2 separate regions of the Mus musculus genome follow, and region 2 is linked to region 1. A link is a contact called in public promoter capture Hi-C data. All regions are on one chromosome and are shown on one strand. The core of a region is the stretch at or near the end of the contact, and the rest is flanking DNA. Distances in the headings are between cores, read along the strand shown.

Evidence for each region. Promoter capture Hi-C pulls out the DNA fragments that hold promoters and counts their contacts.
Region 2: a contact with region 1 is called in a promoter capture Hi-C map of liver, with 2.5 times the contacts expected there. The contact joins the promoter of Ppp1r3g here to the promoter of Fam50b in region 1. A contact is called at or near these places in 3 of 39 promoter capture datasets (embryonic stem cells, hippocampal neurons and liver) and 1 of 9 other capture datasets (embryonic stem cells).

The regions. Positions count from the first base shown.
Region 1 is chr13:34,731,818-34,737,291 of GRCm38.p6, reverse strand. It overlaps Fam50b (family with sequence similarity 50, member B), which reads right to left and starts at 2,442. Exons shown (of 2, transcript NM_001382856.1): 1 at 2,384-2,442.
Region 2 is chr13:35,964,439-35,969,912 of GRCm38.p6, reverse strand. Ppp1r3g (protein phosphatase 1, regulatory subunit 3G) reads right to left here and starts at 2,007. Exons shown (of 2, transcript NM_029628.1): 1 at 1,931-2,007; 2 at 1-1,755. The coding sequence starts at 1,314. The coding sequence ends at 271.

The sequences.
Region 1 (5,474 bases), core at 1,193-3,692:
AGGAACTCTGTACTTACAGAGTACTCGCCTCAACTCTGTTGTATAAGCTTCAGCTGTTTTAGTTTGTTATGTATGTCTTTACTTATATTGGGAATTTTTACAATATAACAAGTTTATGTTATTATATTTATGTATCTAACAGTCTGTTCTTTGATGACTTGTGAGTTTTATATATAAGATAAGTGGTATTCTATTTTCAATCATTTGTTTCTTCACATATTCTATATGGGATTGGTTTCTGAACATGCTGTGAATGATCTAGTTTTTTTTTTCCTAAAAGAAGATAGTAAATCAAAACAACCATTTAGAATAATATCTTAACCTGTTCCATGGCCCATCACTATTCTTGCTACCAATGAGTAATAGAAAAATTAGCAAACAGGAATGACTTATAGGCCTATAACTTATACAGTCTATTTGCACTCTAGCAGTTGAGAACCTTTCTACAGTCAGGAAGAGCCTGCCTCAAATTGGCTTCAAAACTAAATAAATGACTAATAATGCACTTATCAGAAGCTATGTGAGGTCATGCGAACTATACAGGAGCTTGATTTAGAAGTTCAGCAATCTCCCTCCTTTCTGTTTCACCTTCAGCTTGCGTTCATGAGCCATAAGATGAGTAGAGCTGTTTCTAGAGGCTAGATGCTGTCTTCTCTGGTTCCTTAAGCTTTTGGCCCCAGATTTCCTGATTGGTTTCTCCTTGCTTTGCCCACTAATTGTGGACAGGTTGCGGTTAAAAATGGTAAATTGTCCTTTCAGGTAAGTCAATCAGGGTCTGCCCTTGAGCTGGGCAGGTGGAATCAAAATCATAGCATACATGAAAGAAAAGCATTTTGATCACTCATAATACAGGGAAGATGGAATTGGAACCTTTTGTTTTCTCTGAAGATAAGATCACAAAAGCATTACCTTATAAAGAGACAATGACATCGTAGTGTCAATAGACTGTATTTCAGTCAGTCAGCTTTCCGATACTGTAACAACATGCCTGAGATGAGAGCTTATGTGGGGAGTGAGGTTACTTTGACTCATATTTCTGAGAGCTTCACCTTATGGTCAATTGACCTCACTGTTTGGAGGCTGTAGTGAAGCAGTATGTCATAGCAGGAGTGCATAGCAGAGGAAGCTATGACAGGACAGCCAGGAAGCAGAGAGAAAGAGAAGGGCACCAGTGTCTCACAGTCCCCATTAGGTCCCACAACTTCAACATTCTACTGCAATCTAGAAGTGTCAATCTGGGACCAACACATTCCACTCCAAGTCTAGAGGACAGAAATGCTAGATACTATAGGAACTCTGGGGAGCCCTCTGAAATAAATTCCAGCACCATGGGATGAAGAAAGCATTTATCTAAGTCCTCCTTCCTAGTCTCTGTGGCTGATAGTCACTCTGGGTATCAACAGTTCTATATGTCAAGTTTACTGCCTCTGCATTGGAGTAGTCAGAGAGAGGGGGGGGAGAGGGAGAGAGAGAGGGAGAGAGAGAGAGAGGGAGGGAGAGAGGGAGAGAGAGAGAGGAAAGAGGGAGAGAGAGAGGGGGAGGGAGGGAGGGAGGGAGAGAGAGAGAGAGGGGGGGGGGAGAGAGAGAGAACAGACATCCTCAGGTACCCAGCATGAAGACACTTGGCTATAACCACCTACTGCTGCAGTGGCAGAAAAGAGGAGTTCAGAGCAATCTAGCAGAGACAAGAAGCCTTCAGTATGCTTTCAGTACTATAAGCTAACAGTATCAGACCTGAGTTAAGGAGGTGAGACTCATGTAATGGTTAATCTTGTCAACTAACAGGATTTGGAACCTTAGGATACACAGCTCTTGGCATGTTGTCTGGTGGGAGTATTTTCAGAAAGATTTAACTGAGGAAAGACAAACCATCTTGAACATGGCCTTACCATGCCCATGGGCGTGAGTCTCAGACCTAGTAGAAAGGAGAAATAGGGAAAGGCAGATGAACGCAGTCCTTATCTTGCTCGGCTTTCTGACTACAGAAACAACATGACTCCGTGCTTCTGCCAACTTGCTGTCAGGATTAAATGTGAGTCAAACAGTCAATCAAAATAAACCCTTTCCTCCTCCTTAGGTTGCTTTTGACACAGCAGTGAAAAGCAACCAATAGAGAGAACAAGCCCCAATTTCTATTTTCCTAGTGCATATGTCATAGCCCTTTAAGGCATCTTCCTCCTTCCTGCTAGTTTGTGATTCCTAAATTACAATAAAAATGTTGATATTATGTCACCGATAGGGCTCATTAGTCTCCCCTGCTTGCAGGATAATGGACAAATTCCTTTCCTCTAACATTCAACTCCCTTCACAATTGGTTTTACTCGAGTTTAAAGAGCTGTACCTCCCACATCTGCCCCAGCTGGATTCAAGCCAGTCCCCTCACCTTTTGATGTATGAGCCAAGACTCTTCCTTCTGGTGCTTTTGCGAATATTGTTTGTTCTAACTGACACAGAAAATATGCAAAACATTGGCCAACTGCTAGGGCAGGCTCTAACCAATCAGGACAGAGATTGGGCCAATCAGGTGGTGGTCATGTATAACTGCCGACTTGGACTGACTGATGGATGCAGTCCTGCTGCCAGCGTCTGATCTCCTGACAACTGAAATGCAATCCTCCCATGAAGTTTTCCTGGACTGTCGTTGCTCACTTGGGCCTTTGATTATTACAGATTAAATTTTTGTGTGTAGGTTGTTACTAAAGAGTTTACGTGATACACTAGTCTGAAAGTATTGGCACTCTCCAGACAGCATGATTTTATTGCCTTTTCATACAATAACTCATTAGTGATCTTAGCTACAGAGGAGACAGAAAGCTCTGACTCCATTTTGCATGTGGTATAGTATGGTTGATCAGAATAACTTTCAGGTTTTAGAAAAGCTTTTTAATTTCAAAATTTTATAAGGATATAAAATGATAGAACTTTATTCCTCAATAAATAAATAAATAGAAAAAAAAAGAGAAAATATTTCAGAGCTCACAACTTCAGTGTGGTGTTGTCTTAAAACTATTGAATATGGGGAAACTCTACAAAAGCCCTCTAACTGGGGCAAGAAACCTAGTAATTTCTTTCATGTGTGAGCTACTCAATTTCAAGGGATTTCAAATTTCTATGAAATGTTCTTCTTTGTTTGTTTGCTGTGTTTTTGTTTTTGTTTTTGAGACAGAGTCTTCCTATGCAGCCCAGGCTAGCCTCTAACTTCCAATCTTCCTGCCTCAGCCTCCATTAGCAGTGGATATGCTACACCATGACTCAATTCTTTAAAGTGCTCTTTAAATAGCTGTTGGATACATTCCTGGAAGCCACCCAATACCACAATGACTAACAACATTTTAATCTTGACACTCCTACTGAGGGGTCTTGCCCTCGAATCTCTTAGTCTCTGTCCCCTGAGTCTGCTTGGTGAGCTGGTTATATTCACAGGAAGGCTTACTAATTGCCATGTTCTTTCCTGGGCTATTTCTCTTTTCAGTCTGATGCCCACTGTAAAATGTCCAGCCCAGCAGCTATGTCCTGCGCTGCAATCATAATAGCCAGACATGAGCATGTTTGCCTCCATTTGATCGAGCTTCTGATGGTTGTTAGGCATCCATCTGGTAAGGGATAATTTTGGGAAAAGCCGTTGTATTTTCCTTCTGGGTGATGAGACTAAAACTAAGCTATCTAAGAGTGGGGCATTTGTGTAGTATAGGTTCTTCTCCATGTGGTATGGAGCAGTATGCCTCTTTGCTGTAGCAGCACGGGCCCCGTTCTGCTATTGGTTGATAAGACATGATACTCAGACTGAGCAAGTTGCCTTAGGGGAAAGTAAGGGAAATCCATGGGATCGATCCTGGTAGCACTGTCTTATGGGCTGATATATTTCCCTAATGAATGTGGCCCATCAAGGGAGTATATATAGGGACTGCCTTAGAATGGCTGATGGACCAGAGAATATACTGAAGTCCCTGAAAGCGCTGTGTGTACCGAACAGGATTATATGGAAGACAGGCAGAAATTTCACTGCTCCCGCGGGAGGTAATAAGACAATTGAGGCAGGCTCAGCTGTCTGCTCAGAGAGAGCTTACCCAGATTAGAAAGAATGATAGTTTGAAAATAAAATGCTGATGCCAACTTTCACCTTAGCCTCCAAATTGTCAGGTAATATGGAGGAAAGGGGGTGGGTGGGCGGTGTCAAACTGACTTAGAAAAGGTAGTGAGAAGAGATGAGGATAGGCTTGCCATTTCTTATTGCTTGGGGAAGGCACGAGGGAAAGAGGGTACAAGTTAGATCTGCACTAAACGGTTCCTGCTTTGATCCAAAAAGCTTGGACCACATATGAAGAACCAGGCAGTGAGAGGGGAGGAAGTGAGTTTGAAATGATGGTGAGGAGGCTGAGCATGAGTGAGGCAGTGTGTGATGCACAGTCCACTGAGCCAGGCAGGACTGTCTTCTCCAGAGACTTGAGATGGTAATTAATTGAGCAGGGACCTCAGGGTGGGGCTTTTGTAGTTCTGTGACACCCCTCCCCCCTCCCCCCGGCACACACACACTGCAAAAGCTTTCATTTATATTGTGGTAACCTCTGACTTTACATTTAGAAAAAGATCTGAAAAACATGTAAGCAAACCTGAAGAAGCAACATAGAAAATCAGCTCACACAGGGGGCAGGGTCTGGACAGCAATGGCATACTGAGGAGTGAGTGTTAACATCCATTCCAGTAAGTTTGTGACGACAATCTTACACCGTCCTGTGCCTGTGAGATTAATACAGGTGCTGCTGCTTTGGGTGTTCCCAAGGTATGAGTGTCCTTTCCAGATCCCTCTTTGCTCAAGTTGCTAGTTTGTATAATTTGATTTTAAAAAAGAGGCTCCCTGTAAGATTGGGACAGAAAAGTTCAAGCAGCTTTGAGTAAGCTGCCATCCTTCTCTGATAGGTTAATCTGCTCTGTGTCCAGATAACCCAGTGCTCTCTTGTGTTGGAAGCTGGTAAAAACCCAGGCAACTATAATCTGAGGGTTCTAAGAGGAAACAACCCGAGGAGATAGTCTCAAGATGCCCTGATGAAAAGGGTATTAGCACAGCAATGCTAGAGCCACATAGAGGGCAACAGGTAGACTCCATGCCTGGTTCCATACAGCAACAGTAAAATCAGTTTATCCAATTAAGGGTCGGATTGATGGTGTTCCGGCCAAGCCTCTTTTGAAAGGTGACACAGAACTGAACTCTGCACAAGTGTCATGCTATGCATATTTGCAGCATGATGGTGCAGGCCCAAATGTCCACTAGTTGCATGGTTTCACATCACTGAGTTTCCCCCACTAACTGAACTAACAGCCATACAAGACAAGGTACTAGAAGGAATACTATGCCCAGACCTTTAAATGCCTAGCAGTACCAGGAGTAAGAACACCAGACACAGGCATAGCTCTTATAGTGTAAATGAGCACAGACACCATGTGACAAGAGAGGGAAGAAAGAACGAGAAGCTAGA
Region 2 (5,474 bases), core at 758-3,257, 1.2 Mb before region 1:
TCTTGGAGAGAGCCTCTCCCTGGGAAACGAGGATGTTCCTTATTTGGATGCAGGCTGAGAATTCTAAGAGGCGAGTAGAAAGGTCAGTGGAAGTGATGAGAAAAACACTGAGAACACTGCCAGAGCTTGCCGTGAATCTGCGCTGAGAGTGTATGGTTTAACATTTTACTCCTATCGCTCCACGCTCTGTCAATGCGTTGCTCAGCTAAGGATCCCCGGGGAGCCCTTGCTAGCTGGTCAACCTCTTTCCAAGTTCCGAAGTTCCCGGACTCAGAGCGGGTCTGTGGAGCACACATAGCGCAAGGTGTAGTTGGCCCCCTCGTTGTTGTCCCAGTATTCTCCCTGTTCGCAGCGGTAGCAGACGGCAAAATGAATAGCGACTCCCCACGCGCCAGCATCCTCCCCTTCTTTGGGCTGCAGACCCGGGGGCAGGCACAGCGAGAAGTGGAAACGCTCGGTGCCGGGCCCCTCCTCACTATCCTCAGCCTTTGATCCAGAGTCCCCTGACTGCAATGGAGGCAGGGGCTCCACTGACTCCGGGTCCAGCTCAGCAGGCACGTCCAGAAAGGTACGCCACTCCGTGAAAGTGTAGCGCACCGCCACTGCCCTGGGTCCGGGGCAACTGATCACTCGGCCAGAGCCGGTCACCTCGGCGCGGGGCGGCTGGGAGCACTGCACACGCTCCAGGCACACTCGCTGTCGCCGCAGACGCTCCTCCGCAGCGCGCAGCTCCGGGAGCTGGAAGTGGGGTCGGAGCCGGGCGCAGGGTACCAAGAGAGGATCAGGCATCGTTGCCACTGCCAGCAGCCCCCCGAGCTGCTGCAGGTCCTCGGCGCGCAGCGGGAAGCTGTGGAGACGGGAAAGTACGGCCGGGGGCACCTGAGGCTCCTCGGCCTCGCTGAAGTGCTTCACGCTGGCCAGGCTCAGTCCCAGGGAGTCGGCGAACTGCACGCGCTTCTTACACTTGGAGCAGCAGTCCCCAGCCGGCGCGCCACCCTCTGAGCTGGGCTGTCCCGCCTGCTGCCTCTGCTGCAGGAGCTTGGCCGCCTGCAGGATGGGGTCTGCGGGCAAAGAGAAGGAGCGCGCACGAGAGCGGCGATATTCCTGTAGCTCCTCCTGTTCCGGGAGAGCTGCCCCTTTCTGCGGCGACAGGGGCCGGTCCTGGAGCTGAGCATCAGGGATCGGGGTCTCAGAGGTGCCACTCTCCACGCAAAGGACCTCGGGGACCGACAGTTCCTCCGCGGATTGAGGGTCTCCGGAAGACGTAGAGCTGGACGCCTCGGATCTGTGTAGCTGTTCTCCCGAGGGATCCATGACAGTGTCCGATCCGGCCCCGGGTTTCGTCCTGCGGGAACCGCGGAGAGTCCTCTGGAAACTTTTATCTACTCCCGCAGCAGAAGGAGCGCATAGTGTCGGCTGGGCTTGCCTACCCTGGCAGAAAGCGGATTCGGCCTGGAACCTCCAGCTTTTAGCTGCTGCTGCCCGGGACCAAGAGGGAGGAGGATGCTGGCCTGCGGCTAGCTCCCAAGGGGAGGGCCAAGACAGGGAGGCGCGACAGCCAGAACACCTGAGAGCTACGTCCGTAGTGGAGACTAGGATTTCTGAAGGTCGTAGGCTAGCCGATAGCTTTGATCCACCCCGCGGCTGCTATGCGCGTCTGTATCCTCTGGGGTAGCTCTCAACTTTCAGAACTAGACAAAGTTTTCCAGCCTGTGAAGTTATTCTTCCGGAGGAGACGTCCTGGCTGTCACTGGCCTAGGGAATCCGCGATACAAGAATGTCATTAAGGCAAGCAATCGAGCGAAGTGCATCCCTTCCCTTTCATCCTGTATCCCCGAAACCGCTCGAGTCCCAGGTCGCATCTGTGTAGTTGTGCCCCTCAGTGGTTCTAAAAGCTGGAAGGCCGAAGCTACAGCTTCCACCTACTTACCTGGTGACCTTGCTGCTGCGCTTGAGCAGGGGACAGAGCAGGAACCCACCGGGAGCTCACTAGGCAGGCAGACAAGAGCACCCGGTGGCCATTGGCGCCTAGCACTAGAGCACGTCAAGGTCCTCCCGCCCCACCCCCACCCCCCTGTCCTCAAAGAAGAGGGCTGGCACCTCCCTCCATGGCTAAGCGCCTTCCTTCAGACTTGAAGGCATTCATTCCCCCCTCTCGCTTAGCCTGCGCCTGGCCTGCAACTGCCACCTCTCCTCCGCAAGGATCCCAGACCCTCTAAGGCTCAGTCAGGCCTTCTGGGGGTTGCCGGTCAAAACCCAATTGCCAGAAGACTAATGGAAGAACATCTCACTATATCCTGGCACTGGATACTTCCTTAAGTGTTGTATTGTGCCTTTGCCTTCCAGCTAACTTTGCCTTGATCAAGCTTCAACTGATAACTTCATCACCAAATGTCATGCCCACCTCCCATTCCCCCACCCCACCCCTCATATCTGATTCAGGGTGTCCCAGGCAGTTCTGAGAGAATTTCTAACAGGGAGATGCTGAGGACAGGCTCTGGGGACCACCGTTTAGGAGTGACTAACTGCCTCACCATGGCTGTGTGTATACTTACTTACACAAAAAAATTGGGGTTTTAGAAATATTGGTCCACAAATCAAGGAACAAAAAGCAAAGCTAATTTTCCCAGGCTTTTAAACTGGGCACGGTATAGCAGAATTTAAGGAGTCATCAATAGTTACTGATTTTAGTATCTATTGAGGACTCACAGGCTGCTCATCCCTCCCCAAGGCTGAGGGCCCCTCCCATGTGATCTTATGTGCACAAAACTTCATCACTCCAACTCAATGTAGCACACAAAGGATGGGAACATCTGTTCAGGTCCCAGAGCTGAGCTAAGGTCAGGTTTGACCCCAGGAAGTTGGAAAATTATTTTTATGGCCAAAGACCCTGAGCTAGAGAGGAATTTTTAGGAACAGGCCCCTCAGTCCCTTGGCTGGGACTTTCTAGTCATTAAGTGTCCAGTACAGTGTCCATATCTACATACTGAATCTGACAGTATGGGACTCCCAATCCAGATCTACCTAGAGTGCCCCCACCTCCAGCATCTACAAAATCTACAGCACAGGACACTTTTTTTTTAACGTGTAGATAGACATTGATATATTGTGATAATAAGTATAATGTTCACAAACTAGTTTGTTTCTTTGATTTTTTGAGACAGGGTTTTTCTGTGTATAGGGCTGGCTATCTTGGAATTCACTCTGTAGTCCATGCTGGCCTCAAACTCACAGAGATCTGCCTGCCTCTGCCTGAGATTAAAGGCGCACACCACCCCTGCCCAGCCTCAGACTAGTTTAAAAATGAACTAGGAACTTCAAAGAGATTTTGAGGTTGGAGTGAATTGTCTCCCTCACTTGGACAGATTCTCACACCCAGACAGTACCTTGTCTACTGCCAATGTTTTGATTCCCAGGTGAGTATCCAACAGTTCCATTCTGACACTGTTCTACCTGAAGATGGTGTCAGAGCCACAAGTTAAAGGCTGAAAAACTCACCATAAACCAGATGCAAATATGCAAATAAGGTGCTCAGGTTTCCACACTATTTGGTCAACTGGAAAATACAGATGTTCTGCTGAGGTGTGGCAGTTGGTAACTCACTAGAGTGGCTTACAGAATCGAAGAAACCCTTAATAACACATGGCTTATTGTGTAAGATACAACTAGGAAGAGCCAAACAGAAGAGGCACAAGGCAGAGTTCATGCATAAAGTGAAAATGTGCGACAATCCTTGCAAAAGTTTTGGAACTCAGGCTCCAGCCTCCCCTGTGAATGGAGGTTGGTGTCCATTCACTGGTTCTTTCTGGTAACCAGCTAATCTGGCTGCCAAGGTGTGGTGGTTTGAATAAGCTTGGCCCAGGGAGTGGCTCTCTTAGGAGGTGTGGCCATGTTGGAGGAAGTGTGTCACTGTGGGGTGGGTATTGAGACCCTCCTCCTAACCATGTGGGGGCCAATCTTCTAGCAGCCTTCAGATAAAGATATAGAACTCTCATCTCCTCCTGCACCATGCCTGCCTGGATGCTGCCATGCTCCTATTTTGATGATAATGAAATGACCCTCTGAACCTGTACACCAGCCCCAACTAAATGTTGTCCTTATTAGGGTTGCCTTGGTCATGGTGTCTCTTCACAGCAGTACAACCCTAACTAAGACACTAGGACTCCCAGTTTAAGTAGCCTCATTAGTCACTCAGATAATATATATATATGTGTGTGTGTGTGTGTGTGTGTGTATAAAATTTAATATGTTATATAATATATTACATAATTTTGATATATTATATATATTATAATATATTTGATTGTAACAAAATAACAAACACATAATTCCCCTTCACTTAGAGCTGAGTCCTAGGAGGTCCATATCAGCAACTAGGGACAGAAATGTACCTGCTACATAACCAGGACCCTTTGCCCTGGTGCAGGATGCTGGTTACTAAAATGAAGTTTTGCAAAATAGAGTGTATTCAGAGTTTGGCCAGGTCTCAGATCCACATCCCAAAGGACAGGGTGGGGCGTGGAAATGGATATACCAGAGTGATTAAAGATTTGGGGGAAGGCTCCTGGAGGTGACACAATACGCATCTGATCCTCACAGGACACACACATGTTCAGGAAATATCAGCCTGATCCAAGAATGGAGACTTTGGTCCTGTGATATCTAGAAATGGTCCATCAAATAATCCCCTGTTAAAAAGTCAGTGGTTTCAACAAAAGTGGCCTTCTATCCCCCCCAAAAATAGCCTAGGCAACCATCATCATCATCACGACCCACACATCAGGGGTGTTATCTACAGCAAAGCTGGTGGGAGACTAGTATGTTGCTTAGATACCTGGCCTCCAAATTTTGTGCTTTGTGAAGTAAGTGAGTCTGGAACTTCGGGTGCTTTCTCATACTACTGCAGGTCTACAGCTCAGGAAGTCTGGACTGAGCTTTGAGCAACTCTGAGAAGCAGAAGCAGGAGGGACCTGTGGAGCAAATGGAGATAAGCAGGGTCTATGGGAGGTTTCTGGTCTGTTCCCCAGAAACCAAGGACAGACCTTAGGAGCAGAGGACGGGAGCACCTCACTCAGCCATCAAGAGGACTTGGGGATACTCTGGAAGGCACAGTCAGTCTCTGACTTGAACTGCACATCTGTCCTCTGGCAGAGCTGGTGGGACACAGGACATTTCTGTCAGTTGTCTCTCTGGGACAGGGACAGGGACAGGTAGCCCAGACTTTAAACACATTGTCTCTGACACAGAGATGGTTCAACTCTTGGTGTTTTTGGGGTTTTTTTTTTTGTTTGTTTGTTTGTTTGTTTTTTTAGTTCATGATGATGTGAAAGTTACACCTTCAGTAGAAACTGTAGTTCCAATTTTGATTTTCAATATTTCCAAAGAGTGTTAGGGAAAACAACAGGTACCAGGTATAGGCCACACTGCTGCACCAAAGTGGGCGTCTGCTGAGCTGTATTCAATGTATTTTCCCA